2 separate regions of the Zea mays genome follow, and region 2 is linked to region 1. A link is a contact called in public Hi-C data. All regions are on one chromosome and are shown on one strand. The core of a region is the stretch at or near the end of the contact, and the rest is flanking DNA. Distances in the headings are between cores, read along the strand shown.

Evidence for each region. Hi-C and Micro-C count contacts between places; a contact is called where the count stands out from the background.
Region 2: a Hi-C map of leaf shows a contact between it and region 1, with 3 times the contacts expected there. The contact joins the promoter of LOC100382440 here to the promoter of LOC103627703 in region 1. A contact is called at or near these places in 13 of 25 Hi-C or Micro-C datasets (bundle sheath, ear, endosperm and 5 more) and 1 of 3 datasets of contacts at active chromatin or transcription factors (seedling).

What each region holds. Positions count from the first base shown.
Region 1 is chr5:214,057,209-214,064,830 of Zm-B73-REFERENCE-NAM-5.0, forward strand. It overlaps LOC103627703 (GDSL esterase/lipase At5g55050), which reads right to left and starts at 4,074. Exons shown (of 3, transcript XM_008648012.4): 1 at 3,504-4,074; 2 at 3,274-3,404; 3 at 2,242-3,193. The coding sequence starts at 3,783. The coding sequence ends at 2,477. LOC100216753 (katanin p60 ATPase-containing subunit A1) reads right to left here and starts at 2,021. Exons shown (of 13, transcript NM_001309903.1): 1 at 1,551-2,021; 2 at 1,289-1,438; 3 at 730-860; 4 at 1-38. The coding sequence starts at 1,850.
Region 2 is chr5:214,227,538-214,235,159 of Zm-B73-REFERENCE-NAM-5.0, forward strand. It overlaps LOC100382440, which reads left to right and starts at 4,038. Exons shown (of 12, transcript NM_001175182.1): 1 at 4,038-4,476; 2 at 4,876-4,999; 3 at 5,073-5,155; 4 at 5,265-5,376; 5 at 5,460-5,564; 6 at 5,938-5,988; 7 at 7,298-7,384; 8 at 7,466-7,574. The coding sequence starts at 4,316.

The sequences.
Region 1 (7,622 bases), core at 2,824-5,323:
TCTTGGGAGGGTTCAGTGTGATTTGACGTGCAGCTGGACTGGAAAAGAAGCAGTGGAGTAAATAAAATATATTGGTATACCTTATACATCTATAAGACTTGGGACACCCTATATATATGCAATGGACCAAAATCGCAAAGGCCATTTGTGGGAAAAGATTCTGCTAAAGAAGCTTGACAATGATTTGCTATTCTATTAGCATGATCAAACATTATCAAGGGGGAAAGGAAACAGAAAAGTGCAGGGATTATGGATTCCTATGGATGGGAGAATTCATCACAGAAATGAATCACACCGTTTAATAGAACACTCCTCAGTCACCCAATTAACAATATGCTCATAATAACAGAAGGCCTAGAGATGTGATTTATCAGAAGCTGAAAACCAGTAAACATACATCCAAAGGACAGGAAAGAGAGAATTGTGGAGATAAGGATTTGTATGGGTGGGCGAATTCATCAACAAAAATGAATCACATCGTTTAATAGAACCCTCTGGAGCCACCCAATTAACAATATGCTCAGCTCATATAAACAGAAGGCATAGAGATGTGGTTTATCAGAAGCTAAAAACCAGTATACATAGAGCATATACACCCACAGGAGTACAGGATGATACACGAAGATTAAAGCTGAAATTGTTCTGTTGTGATTTATGCTTGCCATGAATGGCGAAAGGTAATTGCATATGCATAATGCATTTGTAATGAAATAGACTTTCTTTGCTAACCTGTCCCAAGCACGCACTAAAACCTCTGAGCCACCACCATGTTGTTCTGCCTCAAGTCCAATATGTGTTACAAGATCAACGATAAGGTGTGATACATTGCAATTAGATGGCATGTTGAATTTAACAACCACCTGTTTGAGAAACAAACCAATTCTGAGAAATATAGTCATTATCATTAAGTGCCGATGAAACATGGTTGCTACTGATAGTGGTAGCAGAAAAGATAAGATATGCTTCTAACTTGCTATGGTATTGATAGTCAGATTGCATATCATTTCTAGAGAACAGCACTGCTGTGTTCTGATAGTTTTAAAGCTTCCTACTCGGCTACTCCACAGCTTTCGTGTACTAATACTCACACTCAAATAAGGACACATGTTTCTATATTTGCAGCATAGTCATGCCCCACCGTCCTACAATTCGTCTTTCTACCATATAATGAATGCATACAGTGTGCTTAATTTCACGAAAACAGGAGCATGGGATAATTTTTTAATGCTAATAAACATGAGACAGTAAACACATGTATATCGCCAGAAAATTTGGGAGAAATAACAACCTTCTGGCCCTTCACTGCAACATCAAACTTCGGGTATGACCCGCGCTGCATCCCTCGGCTCTGGACAAGCTCCAATATCCTCTTCCTCTCCTTGCGGGCCAAATCCTCCCCAACCGCGGGATCGGCACTCGCTACTGTGTCGACCGCTCCCTGCAAACGCAAACGAAGCTCAAGTGCTCAACCCATGCAAACCTCACTCCCGGAATTACAAAAACAAAAACAAAAAAATTCGAGCAATGGTAGAAAAGCCAATTGACAAAACCTGCTCATTGCTGTCTGCGTAGGCCACCGGCAGTGACGCGAGGGCGGCGGCCGCGCCCATAGCGAGATAGGCGGCAGCGGGAGATGATTTCCCAGCCCCCCGCCCCGACTCAACGGGCGCGGCATTGGGGAACCGCAGGCGGCGTGATCTTGGCCCCACGAAGGCGGCGTGAGGTTTCTGAAGAGGAGGGGGAGGGGGAGGGGGAGGTGTGGAGGACGAAGAGATCGAAGCCATCGATCCAGTATGCAGCGGCCGGAGGAGGCGGAGCAGCGGGAGTCGGCGGCGGAGTAGCATGGCCATGCCGGGCTCACTGCGACGCCGCCGGAGAAGGGCGGCTCGTGGTCGCGTGGTGCTGGGCTTCGAGTTCGAGACCGTGGAACGTGGATGGCTCGAGGCCGGGACGGCGATGCCAGAGAGTTCGCGGCCAGAGTTTCGCAGCTGGGCTTTCCCCCCGCCCACGAAAGAACGAAGCGTCAAATGCTGATCTACGTCTTCGTGTGACGTTCACGTGTACTGAGTATTTCGTAGCCAGCATTGGGTTTTCTGGGCCGAGCGGAATATTTTTTTTAAGTTCGCGGGGATAGAATAGAAGGTAGCTTATCTTGAGCCGCATTTTTGTTAATGGGCCGAAAACTTTTTCCACTTTGAAATCAATGCAATTGCAGCGGACGGGAGTCGTTGAGTCAGCACAGCGTCCAAATAGTGCAACCTGCTAGTTTATTCGCGAGCGTACATGGCGAGAAATTTGTCTCGCTGGACTCAATCTGTGTACATGCTGCTCCCTCCCTCTATGGCTCTACATTACATGGTTTATTAGTTTGTATTCTCTACTGATTTGTGTAATAATCAAAAGCTGTTTTGGTAGTGCTAGGCTGCTAGGTGTAGTGATTTGTGTCACACCGGTGGAAAGCTCCGGATTCCAAGCATCAAGAAGACACCAGCTGCTTGAAGTTGATGGGCGCGGCGAAGCCCATCTGCGGCGGCGCGGAGAAGATGGCCAGGGCGCCCTTCTTGGACGTGGCCTGCGTGCCGTGCACCCCGTCCCAGAACAGGTACTCGCCGCGGTTGGAGCAGTAGGTGGCGTTGGGCGCGCACGGGGCCTGCGCGTTGAGCCGCCCCCCGCCGCAGCACGCGCTGGCCACATCCCTGAACCCGGCCGCTCCCGGGTGCGCCGTGAAGTAGGACACCACGCTGTAGGAGCTGCCGACGGAGTAGCGCGCCCCCGGGAGCGCGCCCGAGGCCGTGAGGTTGGCGAGCGCCGCCCTGAGCGCGTCGTTGAAGCCCCTCGCCAGCGCGTTGGCGCCGTCGACGCACCTGGACGCGCCGTCGGGGGAGGCGGCCCGCACCGACGGCACGCAGCCGAGGGGCGGCACGTCCACGATCCCGAACCGCCGCGCCCCGAGGCCGTGGAGCGCCCGCACGTGCCGCGTGTAGCTGGACAGCATGTCCGCGTACAGGGACGGCGCCTCGGTCGCCGTCCCGTTCCGCCGCAGGAACGCGAACACGTCGTTGCCGCCGTCGCTGATGAGGAAGAGGGACCTGGACAGCAGCTCGTCCACGGCCGACGTGCCGCTGTTCGCCACCATCTTGGACTTGGTGGCCGCGAAGTACTCGATTTGCTTCGTCAACGTGATCGTGTTCCCCTGGTCCGTCGACAGACACGTGTACGTACAAATGATCAAGAATGAGTCACGACCAAATCTGGTGTGCTAGTAGTGCTTACCGTGGTGTCGAGGATGCCGGACCCTCCGGACGCGTAGTTGACGCCGCGGAGGCCTCTCAAGATCTGACGGCTCGTTCTTGGCGTCAGGGACAGGTAAGCCGGCGGGCTCCTCTTGAAACCCAACAGTTTCGCTGAAATTTTCGTTTGCAAATCTAATCTGTCAGTCCCCTGCATGGTGTTGCGATGAAAACAGTGGCAGCCAGCGTGAGCTGAAACGCGCGTTCACTGACCGACGAAGTCGGCGACGTTGTAGCCGTTGCTGAAGCGCCCGGTGGGCCGAGAGTGCGGGAAATCGATGCCGTAGGGGAGCTGCGGCGCGGAGTTCCCCGGCAGGTACTGGTTGTTGCCCACGTCCACGGTGGAGTCGCCGAACACGTACAACGCGGGCACCAGGTGCGCCTCCTCCGCCCGGCCGGCCGCGGCCGTCGCCGGCGAGACAACGCAGACGAGGAGCACCAGCAGTAGCACCATGATCAGAGACTTATAACTGACAATGCGCACCCCAATCATGGCGCCTCTGCAGCTAAATGAGCATCTAGCTAGGTACTAATCTATATATATCTGTGCGTGCCGCGATAAGATGAATTGAAGTGCAAGGTAGTTGGTGAGCTGCCGGGCCGGGAATATGTGCTTGGAATGGAGGTGAGGCAAACTCCCTGTTGCTCCTGGGGCGAAGACCATGCGCCTAGCTTTTTATACAGAGGAAGCAATGCTGCGCACGCATATGAACCCGGTATGGACCTGCAAGGCTGCAACTAACTGCATACGCCGTGTGATTCAAAAAAAAACTGCATACGCCGTGTCCAACAAGCGGTCCATCGTTCAATAGATGCTAGCTAGCCAGAACCATGATCTTCTGTTTTGCACCTACTACTCTTCTCTGAATAGAGAATAGAGTTCTATCGCTACCGAAATGGTCGCACAAACTTAAAATGTTTTCTATGGATGCATGGGTGAACTTAAAAGCCACTTTGCATGACAGTACGTAGTCTGACCTATTCTTTTTGTATGGTTGTTGATCGATCCATGAAATATATGGGGCTGTTTAGTTCAAGAAGTGTAATGTAGATGACAACTGTAATAATTTACACCTGACTAACAGCGCTAATAAGTTTGAATAGGTCATCCTTAAACATAATTTAACATTATCTGTTCGAGCAACTCCAAAAGACTAGGTATATGGTTTTGTAAAGGTAAATTTAGCTAATATTAAAAGAAAATTGTATCCAATAGACTCTGTAAACGACTCTTCAAATTTAGTGGCTCTCTATTTCTCCATCTTAGCTCTCCAATTTTAGATAGCCTGCTTCACTCTCTATTCAGTCTGTAGGTTTAGCGAGTCTGTTGGATTAGCCAACATTTTTTCTCTAAAATCTATTTTAGAGAGTAGCTAAATCAGTAAATTTTGCTAGTCTTTTTAGCTAATCTCTTGGAGTTGCTCTTAGCCGTCACGCAGCGCCGGCCCTGGCGGGGGTCGAGCAGTGCCCCCGACCAGGGCCCCTAGATTAGTGGGGCCTCACCCCATGTATTAAATAACAGTATATATATATATATTGTATAGATTTGTCTGTTAGCTCTATAAATTTTTAAAGATCTAATTATAAGTCAACAACACGACAGCAATAAGCAAGAATAATTAGGCATAGCATATAAATCTTGATTTCTATATTCTAGTAGTAGTACTTCATAGTCTCAGGCCTAACCACTTAGGCTCTCAGCGTACAACGAGACAACGATGTTTGACGTTTCATCTCTATTTCTCGCACAGTTGTAGACAATATATACATATACTATATTTATGTGTAATAATTTATTATTATAAAGGGCCTTCTTTATAAGTCTTGCCTTGGGCCTCTAAAATGTCAGGACCGGCACTGCCGTCACGATACAATTGTGTGAACCAAACAGCGTCATACTGATTGGCATGCGCCCGTGCGCTCTTGACTGATCATGGTTATTCCAAGGCAGTGCATATATATTTTGTAGCTGCCCTGTCATCTAGATAGAATAATTAATACATGCCACGCCTCCTTTTTTTGACTTTGATAATCGCATTCGATTTCTTATCCGGTCAGAAGTCAGAGCTATGGATTATAATCCCCTATGGTCTTTAACTAATGCATACAATAATCCTCCCTTATCACGTACTCATTCGAATCAGCAGTTTAAAGTGCGATTTGTCATTCCAAACGTTTTTATACCAAACCAACCTCAACGAATATGTACTTTTGAATTGCTTATTGCTCCAACCACATGTGTGAGACACGTATAACTGATGGAACGCGATCGCACACAGCAATGATAGCGAGTAGTGCCATATGCCCACACAATTGCTATTGGCATAGCACTGGAAGGATCGAGGCAAACCAGCGCAACAGGGCAAAACGGCTGCCTGCCTTTTCGTTGCGTAGTGGCCGAGTGGGCGTCCCATGAGTTGTTGTTTGCCCATTCCCGTTGGTTTCAATTGGAGCACGTCACTGGAATGGTTGGCGATGTGGTGCTTCAGTTCTGGGTAAAAGTTGCCCGGCCGGCCACCCGGTCCGGCGCGGCCATAGCACCTGGCCAGCACTGACGATGGCCGCACTTGTCTCGTTGTCCAGGGCGCTCGTAAGACCTGTGCAGTCTGCTTATAGACGGAGAGTCATACTCTCCAACGACCCCACTCCACTACTCTAATTATTTTCTATTGACCAATTATCCTTCTACCAGGGGTGAAGCCAGCATTTGAGATTGAGAGGGACAAATTAGATTGAGGGGGGCTGTTAAGAGGTATTTTACATTATTTATATGGTGATTAGCTAAAAAAATTAGTAGCTTCTATGGAATTTGTAGAAGATTAGGGGGGACATTGCCCCCTGTGCCCCTCCCTAGAATCGCCCCTGCCTTCTACTTTATTTGTTTGGGTACTCTAGTATTCACTCTAATCCACGTGTCACTAAAAAAACAAGGCAAAGAGTGTCGGCCAACCGACACTGTCGGCGTTTCGGACCCGGGGTCGCTAGACCGACTAGTAAATTTGTCGCTGCGTGTCCCTGATCAGATGGGTTGGTGCGAGATGGAACACAAGGAGAAAATGAGCCTTGTATTATCCTGCACCAGGGTGCTCGTAGTAGGGGTTACAAGCGTTGCGAGAGAGCGAGTAGGAGAGAGCGAGAGAGAGAGGGTCTGGCCCTACCCGTCTTCTCCCGTCCCTTTGTTGTGCGTCTCCCCGTCTCCCCCTTCTTCCTCCCTCCTGGACATCCCCTTTTATAGACATAAGGAGATTGCCCAGCTGTACAATGAGGGTGTAGCTATGTGCTACGTGGCCAGCGGGGAAGTGCCTGGTCGCTATGCACGTGTTAACGTGTCCGTTGGAGAAGTGCATGAGCCCTATAGAAGCACAGTTGTTGGCGCTGCATGGATCCTGCTGACGTCTCCTTGCTTTCGTAGGGGGTTTGAGAACCACCGACGTCATGGACGCATGCGGAGAACCATCATTGCTTGTTACCGGGGTAAGCTAGATGGGACGCCGGTCTTGTTCCTTCGTAGCCTGAGCTAGCTAGGAGTAGGGTAATGATGTATCCCTTGTGGAGCGGTCGACCTAAGCCTGAGGTCGGGCGAGGCGGCGGCTCCTCCGAGGCCGAGCCCCGGGGTCGAACGAGGCGGAGATCTCCTCCCGAGGCCGAGGCCTAAGGTCGGGCGAGGCGGAGCTTCCTGTTGCGCTCGAGGCTGAACTTGGCTGTTGTCGGTTTCACCCGGGTGGTTGGCACAGCAGCTGGAGCGGGGCGGGCGGCGCTGTTTTCTTGTCAGATCGGTCAGTGAAAGGGCGAAGTGACTACGGTCACTTCGACCTTGTCGACTGAGGCACGCGTGTTAGGATAAGGTGTCAGACGATCCTAGCATTAAATGCGCATGCAATACGGTCGGCTTGTAAGGCGATTTGGCCAAGGTCGCTTGCACGACAAGGCTTGCCTTTGGCTGAGCCGAGGGTGTGCTCACTGCCTGAGGAGACCCTCGGGCGAGACGTGAATTCGTCCGAGACTACTGTTCCCGCTCGAGGCCGGGCTCGGCCGAGGTGAGATCGCGTCCCTTGATAGATGAAGCTTTGACTTAGACCCGAACTGTCAGTCTTTATGGTTTGTTCTAAAGGTGTTTATCAGCCGTGTTTAGGAGTGTTGGGGGTACCCCTAATTATGGTACCTGACAGTAGCCCCCGAGCCTCGAAGGGAGTGTAGGCACTCACTTGGAGGTTCTGCCGGATATTTGCGAGGAGATCAGCCTTTCTCGGTTATGTTTTGTTCCAGTGGGTGCGCGCGAGCGCACCCGTCGGGTGTAGCCCCCGAGGCCTCAGAGGAGTGGTTTGACTCCTC
Region 2 (7,622 bases), core at 2,788-5,287, 170 kb after region 1:
TTCTAATTCTAGTCCAAATATCATGCGCATCATGGATGGATTCGTCATAGTTTGATATGAAGGCATGATAATCCTCTTTGCTAAGAGAATTAGTTAAGATGTCAAAAGCTAGATAGTTTAAGCGATAACATCTTTGATCCTCCTCGGAATTAATTTTTCCATTAAAATTAGAGGGAAAAATACTCTTGTCTATAATTTGTTCTAATTGAGGATCTATGGTTCTAAAAGCATTTATCACACTAGATGACCATGAATCATAGTTAGAACAATCATCAAATAAAATCTCAAGAGTTACCTCCTTCCGAGTTGGGTTCTCCTGGGTCTTCTTGTTCTTTTGGGATCTTCTACGAGCCATCACTTCGAGTTGTTAGACTCAAGATGAAGTGCCTAGCTCTGATACCAATTGATAGTCGCCTAGAGGGGGGGTGGATAGGCGAAACCTGAAAATTAAAACTTTATCCCCCAACTAGATCCCTTGATTAGTGGTTAGAACAAGATATACAAATATCGGAGAATAGAAACTAAGTTCTTGCTTGAAAAGAGTATTGCTAAATAATGCGGGAGAGATAAATCAATACAACTAATAAGTAATAGAATAACAAAGCAAGAACCCTTAGATGAGAGGAGCACTAGAACAAGTTCTTTCTTGCAACGAGTTGCTTCACTAAATGGAATTTTAGCTTGAAGCAATACCAAATGAAATTAGCAATCAATGGTGCAAGAAAACTTAGAGCAAGGAAAAGCAAACAAATCACAAGCAATAAACACAATAGACACGGGTGATTTGTTTTACCGAGGTTCGGCCCTCGAAGGCCTAGTCCCCGTTGAGGAGTCCACTTAAGGACGGGTCTTTTTCAACCCTTTCCCTCTCTCCCCCGATCACACAAGGATCGGCGAGCTCTTCTTCTTTTCAAGGATCACTCTCGATCCCACAAGGATCACCACAATCTTTGGTGTCTCTTGCTAGCTTTTACAAGCCTCCAACACTTTGGAGGAAGTTTGAATGGGAGTCAAAACTCCACGCACAAATGAACGCAAGGATGAAGCACACACTATCTCTCAATGTATCTCACAAGGCACTAGGGCTAAACTCAATTGAGTAGCTCTCAATTGCTCGCTCTCTCTTTTGTGGCACTTGTGTTGGTTGTAGTGGGCTAGATCTTGTGTATAGGATGTATCAATGAATATAGGTGGTTGGGAGGGCTTGAGTATGTCAACTAGATGACTTGGAATGTTGCTTGGACTCCCACACATTGAAGTGGCCGGTTGGGGTGGTATTTATAGCCACCTTCCAATTTTGTAGCCGTTGGAGAAGCTGCTGGCGATGGGCGCACCGGACAGTCCGGTGCACACCGGACATGTCCGGTGCGCCAGCCACGTCATCCTATCCGTTGAGATTTGAGCTGGTCGACCGTTGGAGGCTTTGTCCTCATGTGGCACCGGACAGTCCGGTGCAGCACCGGACAGTCCGGTGCCCCTCTGACTTCTGCTCTGACACTCTGAATTCAACTGTACATTATGCAGAGTCGACCGTTGCGCGCAGATGACCGTTGCTCCGCTGGCTCACCGGACAGTCCGGTGTACACCGGACAGTCCGGTGAATTTTAGCGGAGCGACCTCCCACTTTCCCGAAGCTGGCCAGTTCGGAGCCGCTTCACTCTGGAGCACCGGACACTGTCCGGTGGTGCACCGGACAGTCCGGTGAATTATAGTGGGCTGCGCCTGAGAAACCCGAAGGTGAAGAGTTTGAAGGCAATCCTCTCTGGTGCACCGGACACTGTCCGGTGGCACACCGGACAGTCCGGTGCGCCATACCAGGGAGCACTTCGGTTTCTCTTTGCTCCTTTCTTTTGACTCTTGTCTTGTTCTTTTTATTGGTTTTATGTTGAATCTTTGGCACCTGTAGAACATGTAATCTAGAGCAAACTAATTAGTCCAATTGTTTGTGTTGGACATTCAACCACCAAAATCATTTAGGAAAAGGTTTAAAGCCTATTTCCCTTTCAGCAGTCTTGAGTGGCCTGTAGCCTAAGTCATGGCAACAACACGCTTGTTGGGCCTGCATTGTCTTCCACCTTATATTTAATGTGTTGTACATAAGAATTATCCATTAAGCTATCACTATGGACTTATCCTTGGTTCCTTACATGGTGGGGTCCGTTTCTTGGGTTCGTACTGTCATCGTTGGACTCAAACCTATCCCTTTTTCTTATTGTAGGACTGCACTTATGCATCACAAGTCCCTTGTCTCCTCAGTGCATCAAGCACCGAAAGGCTTGGGCCTCGGTCGGCTTTGGGAGGGGACACCGAGGGGCTTAAGGAGTGTAGGGCCAATGGATGTACCCTAGACACCTAAATATTGTTGAGTGCCTTGGGGACTGAACTGCATCAAGCACCTGTATGTCATGCATCCTAGGGCATGAGCCCCCCTAGAGACTTAGGCTTACTCTTGTGAGTGCCCTGGGGCACGAGGGGTCCAAGGCTTATTCTCATGAGCGCCTCGGGGCGATGACATGCCTTAAGGTCATATTCTCATGAGCGCCCCGATGCGTGATAAGCCTCGGGGACTTATCCTCATGAAACGTGGGACCCTGAGATCTTTAAACTACTAATTAGTGCTCGCGGGTTCAAGGCTCTTGAGGATTTACATTATTCCCTGTTAGGGTTTTCTTGGGGTAGTACGTGTCCCGAACACTTAGATCACCATTGGGTCTGGTGGGTCCTAAGTTTCTTTGTGACTTTACAAGTCCTAGTGCATAACTATCCGTTTGGAGTGCCATGATATCAAGTTTCTTGCCATCAAGCTCCTCATGTGTTCGGGGCCAAAGGAGGTCCTCACGACATGGTGCTCCGGTGGTGTGAACCTATGACAGTAGGTCCCACAATAGTCTCTTATATTATAACCCTTGAACTTGTCTCGAAAGTTGTCGAGCATAGGACCTTGGTCAGATGTCGACACTAATTCTACTAGAAACGTGTCTCACGATCTAATATTTGGAATAGATTTAAAACTAAAATGTTTCAGCATGCCAATCACATCCCAACATTTAACTAATAAACAAATTTGTATAAGGAATACATATATTTACTTTCTTTATTTTAAGTAAAACAATAAAAAAGTGTTATGCCTGATATATATTACGGAAAAAAATAATTACTACAAAATATGAAAGACATGACATAAAAAATCTACTTGCTTTGATTAAGGGGGTGTTTGTTTGGGATTATAAACCACCTAGATTATATAATCCAACAATTTTTGAACTAACTCTTAGTTCAAAAGGTGTTAGATTATATAATCTGGATAGATTACAATCTCAAACAAACACCCCCTAAGTGCAAAGGTGCATGAGGGACCAGTAAAGACTCCTCCCACACTTCGAATTGCCGGCTGGCCTGTGGACCGGATATCCGTGTTCAATTCCCCTTGACCCCACCTACCAGCGAATGATCACACACTCATTTGACTTGTACTCCGTACAGTTTAACGGTTAAACCTCTAGGGCGGCAAAGACGGCGACGCGGTAACCGGTACTTCCGGTACAGCACTGCTCGAGCGCATCGTCTTGTCTTCTGGGCCCACCTGTCGGCACCTAATTTAGGGCCTGTTTGTTTACCCCTCAGATTATATAATCTGGATTAAATAATCCTAAGAGGCAAACAAACAGTCCAGCTTATTTGCCGAGATTATATAATCTAACCCTTTGGATTATGATAATCCATAAGCAAGTGAGGAGGTGCTTATTTCAGATTATTTTTTTCCCACTTCCCCACTACCCTTTAAAGTTTCCTAGAAATTACCCACCATTGCCATTATAACCCACCATTGGCATTAATGTCTTCATCATACAAAAGAATCTTATTAACAACTCAAATAATCTGGATAAACAAACGGGACTACTCAGATTATATAATCCAGATTATATAATCCAGATTATATAATCCTCCAAAAATAATCTAGATTATATAATCCATGGGTTAAACAAACAGGCCCTTAATTCGTCCGCCTCTCTCGGTCGCGTCTCCCTCCCTCGTGTCACCCACCCATTTTCGTCGGCCTCCTCTTCCCCCCGCCTCGCCAGCCCGAATTAGGAGCTACGACGAATCTACCGGGCCGAGCTCGCCAGCTGGCCTCCCCGAGGGCGAGGCCCTATCGGCTGCCGTTCCCCCATTGACAGGGAGCTCAGCCCCGCCACCGCCGCGGCTGCGGCGTGTGGACGTAACCGGAGCTCCTCGCAGCCGCTGATAAGATCCGAAGGGTTCCTAGGCTTTTTGTGGCGGGAGGCGACTGGTTCCGTCGGGTGGTCCGGTGAGCATGGCGGGGCCCAAGTTTGGGTCGTTCAAGGCAGAAAAGGGGGACTCAGCGGCGGCTGCAGGCGCGGCGGCGCAGAGGAGGGACCCATACGAGGTGCTCGGGGTGGGGCGTAATGCTACTGAGCAGGAGATCAAGAGTGCCTTCCGCCGCATGGCACTCAAGTAAGTATTGTCTGCAATGGTCTTGGATTTGGGCACTTCGCGTGCTCTTATTTTCCTCAGAGGGAATGACTGTGTTCAAATTCCTTTTGTAGATTAGTTCGCATTTTGTGCTTATTTTGTTCCGAGTATGCGTAGCTGTATATTGTTTTATTATCTTGAATAAATTCCTCTCCTTTTGGAACCACGTAAAGACCAGTATTATATAGCTTCTGAATCGTGCATTATAAATTGGAACAACAAGCAAGGCTCTGTCTTGCAAAGAAAAAAAAGAAGCTCTGTCCTGCCTTATGTGTATGTTATTGGTAGTTTAGACTGTTTAGCTATCTTGTTTACTGATAAATTGATGGTGACGATGCAGCTGTCTGAGTATTTATATATCTAGTAAAATTTGTCATGCAGGTACCATCCAGATAAGAATTCAGACGACCCTGTTGCCTCAGAGAAGTTTCAAGAGGCCACATTCTCCTATAATATCCTGTCAGATCCAGACAAGAGGCGCCAGTATGACGCATCAGGGTTTGAGGTGATTGGGGGCATGGTTGAGCATTTGAGCTGACTGTTTTTTTCGTGTGACTAATGTTTTTGTTACTGTCCAGGCCATTGAAGCAGATAGTCAGGAACTGGAGCTGGACCTATCAAGTCTCAATACTGTAAATACAGTGTTTGCTGCTCTGTTTAGGTAGCTTAAAGATGATATATCTGCTATTCTGCTTTACTCGATATTATTTGCCTTGTTATGTAATGTAATATATATTTGCCTCATTGTGTAATGTAATATATTTGTGCAGCAAACTAGGTGTTCCAATCAAGACCACTGTCTCGGCAACAGTTTTAGAGGAGGCATTGAACGGGTCAGTAGAGATTTCTCAGCTTCAGCTGGGCAAATCTCTATGTAGGAAGGTTGGCTACTGCTGCTTTTTGTTCTTTATCTGTTCATTTTTTGACCAGTGAGTAAAATTCCGTATTTGTACACATGTTGGCAGGTAGAAAAGCAGTCAGCTCACTTTTATTCTGTGGACATAACAGATAAAGAAGCCAAAATGGGCTTAGTTTGTAGAGTTCATTCAACTTCTAAAAGTAAATTTAAGGTTTGTTGCCAACTTACTAGTCAATCCATCTTCTATGATCTTTTGACCTTATAACTTTTATGTTACATCAGTTATTGTGTTTCAGTTCTAAATGTCGCACTCCACTAGTAAATGTTTTCTTTCTCTTTTTTTGTGCAGAACTGACCGTGTAATTTGATTCTGTCAGTTAACTGATAAGCATCGTCTTTTAATTTTAGTGTAGTGGAAAATTTTATGTCACTTCCATTTTTATTAAATTACGATAGTCGATAAATGATTAGCTGATTCCCTTTAGTTGTTGTTAATGTTGCAGCGTAGAATGTTTAAATAAACCAAGTACTTGATGTATTGTGCAATTGCAGCAAAACAAGTTTGTTGACACTTCTCTTTTCAGTTGCTGTATTTTGAGCTTGAGGACAATGGTGGATTAAGCCTTGCTTTACAGGTATGCATGTGTGTATCCAGCTTATCGTTTTTGTTAGTGCAAATTTAAAAAGAAAAAGACAAAGTTCTATTGGTTTTTGGCTTATCAACTGCCATTCTGCCAAGCATATGACACCAAACATGTGAAACAAATATTTTCGTACCAAGTTCAGATCTTGTTGATTTGGCAACCTTGAGGGAACAGCCAAGTGGCTACAGCGCATTGACTGTCATAACTGTAGTACGTGAGTCTCAATAATGATTTTGTTTATCCCTGTAGATGTGTTTGGCATCTGTTCATTCTAAAATATAGCTGATATGGTTGAAGCAAGTCCCCTCAACATAATTTATGACAGGGCAGTAAGATATCGTTGCCTGGGAAATTTCTCATCCTGACATTATAAGTTAATTTTGTAGTTTTTTATCTCAATCTCAGAAGATCAGTGTTCAAATGGATGACCTGTAGTGAATATTTCTGTGGTATATATAAATTTGAATATGTTCCTTAGCATTATCTAAGATCCATCTAGAAGCCTTTATTGGTCCAGAAATATTACCAAGGGTCTCAACCGTACGTGTTATCCTGCATAGTCTCCAACTCTCCTATGGGATAAACTGTGTGTACCTTGACTTCATTATTAAATGTTATGTTATCCATCTAGAAGCTTTTAACTATAAATTTACCAGATCACTGAAATGGGCAAGTGGCTGCTACCACACCACTTCTCTCCAAATTAAACAGTTAAGTAATTAGCTTAAGGAATCTGATTGTGAGCACACCCTGAGTTGTTGTGAGATGCTATCACAAAGGAAAAGACAGTAATATCTGGCCCATCAATTCTTGATGATGTGTGAGGACGTTATTTCCCCTGGGTATCAAAGCCAGTTCTTATTGAGAGAGATCACACAGTTGTCTATGTATTTAGGGAGTGTAGGAGTATAGGTGAAGTAGGAAACACATCAATCTACTGCACTTGGATTAATCTAGTTCAGTATTGATTCAGACACCATGTCTAGGGAATCAACCCAAGTAACTCAGGTGAGCCATCTTTAGTAAAGGGAACACAAAAACTATACAGATAGGATGTCATAAATGCACATAAAACTTCACAATAGAATAAAACAGATGATGCACATAAAGCTTCACAAGAGAATAAAACAGATGCATAATTTAGAAAGAGTGGCATAGTTACTAACTGATTTCTGAAGTTATTGCCTTGTTTGTATTGAAGTCTGCTGCTTGACAATGTTCTAATATCCACAAGGGGATTTCGTGATCTTACCATGTTGTCTGAGCATGATTTCAGCTAACGTCTATTAGCCTAGTGCAGGAAGATAGTGCAAAAACTGGAAAAGTTACTTCTGCGGGCATGTTCTTTCTAGGCTTTCCTGTGTATCGGTTTGAACAAAATAATTCAGTGAGTATACAGATTAATGCCTTTTTGCATCTTTTTGTGTTTCTTTGTGTGTTTATTTTTACAAGCTCCTATTACTACTAGGCTGCTGCTGCGAAGGATCCTGACAGTGCTTTCTTTAAAAGATTGGATGGCTTTCAACCTTGTGAAGTAAATGAACTGAAAGCAGGAAGCCATTATTTTGCTGTATATGGTAATCTCATTTTCTGTGCACCATCTAGGCATCTAAACTATATTACAG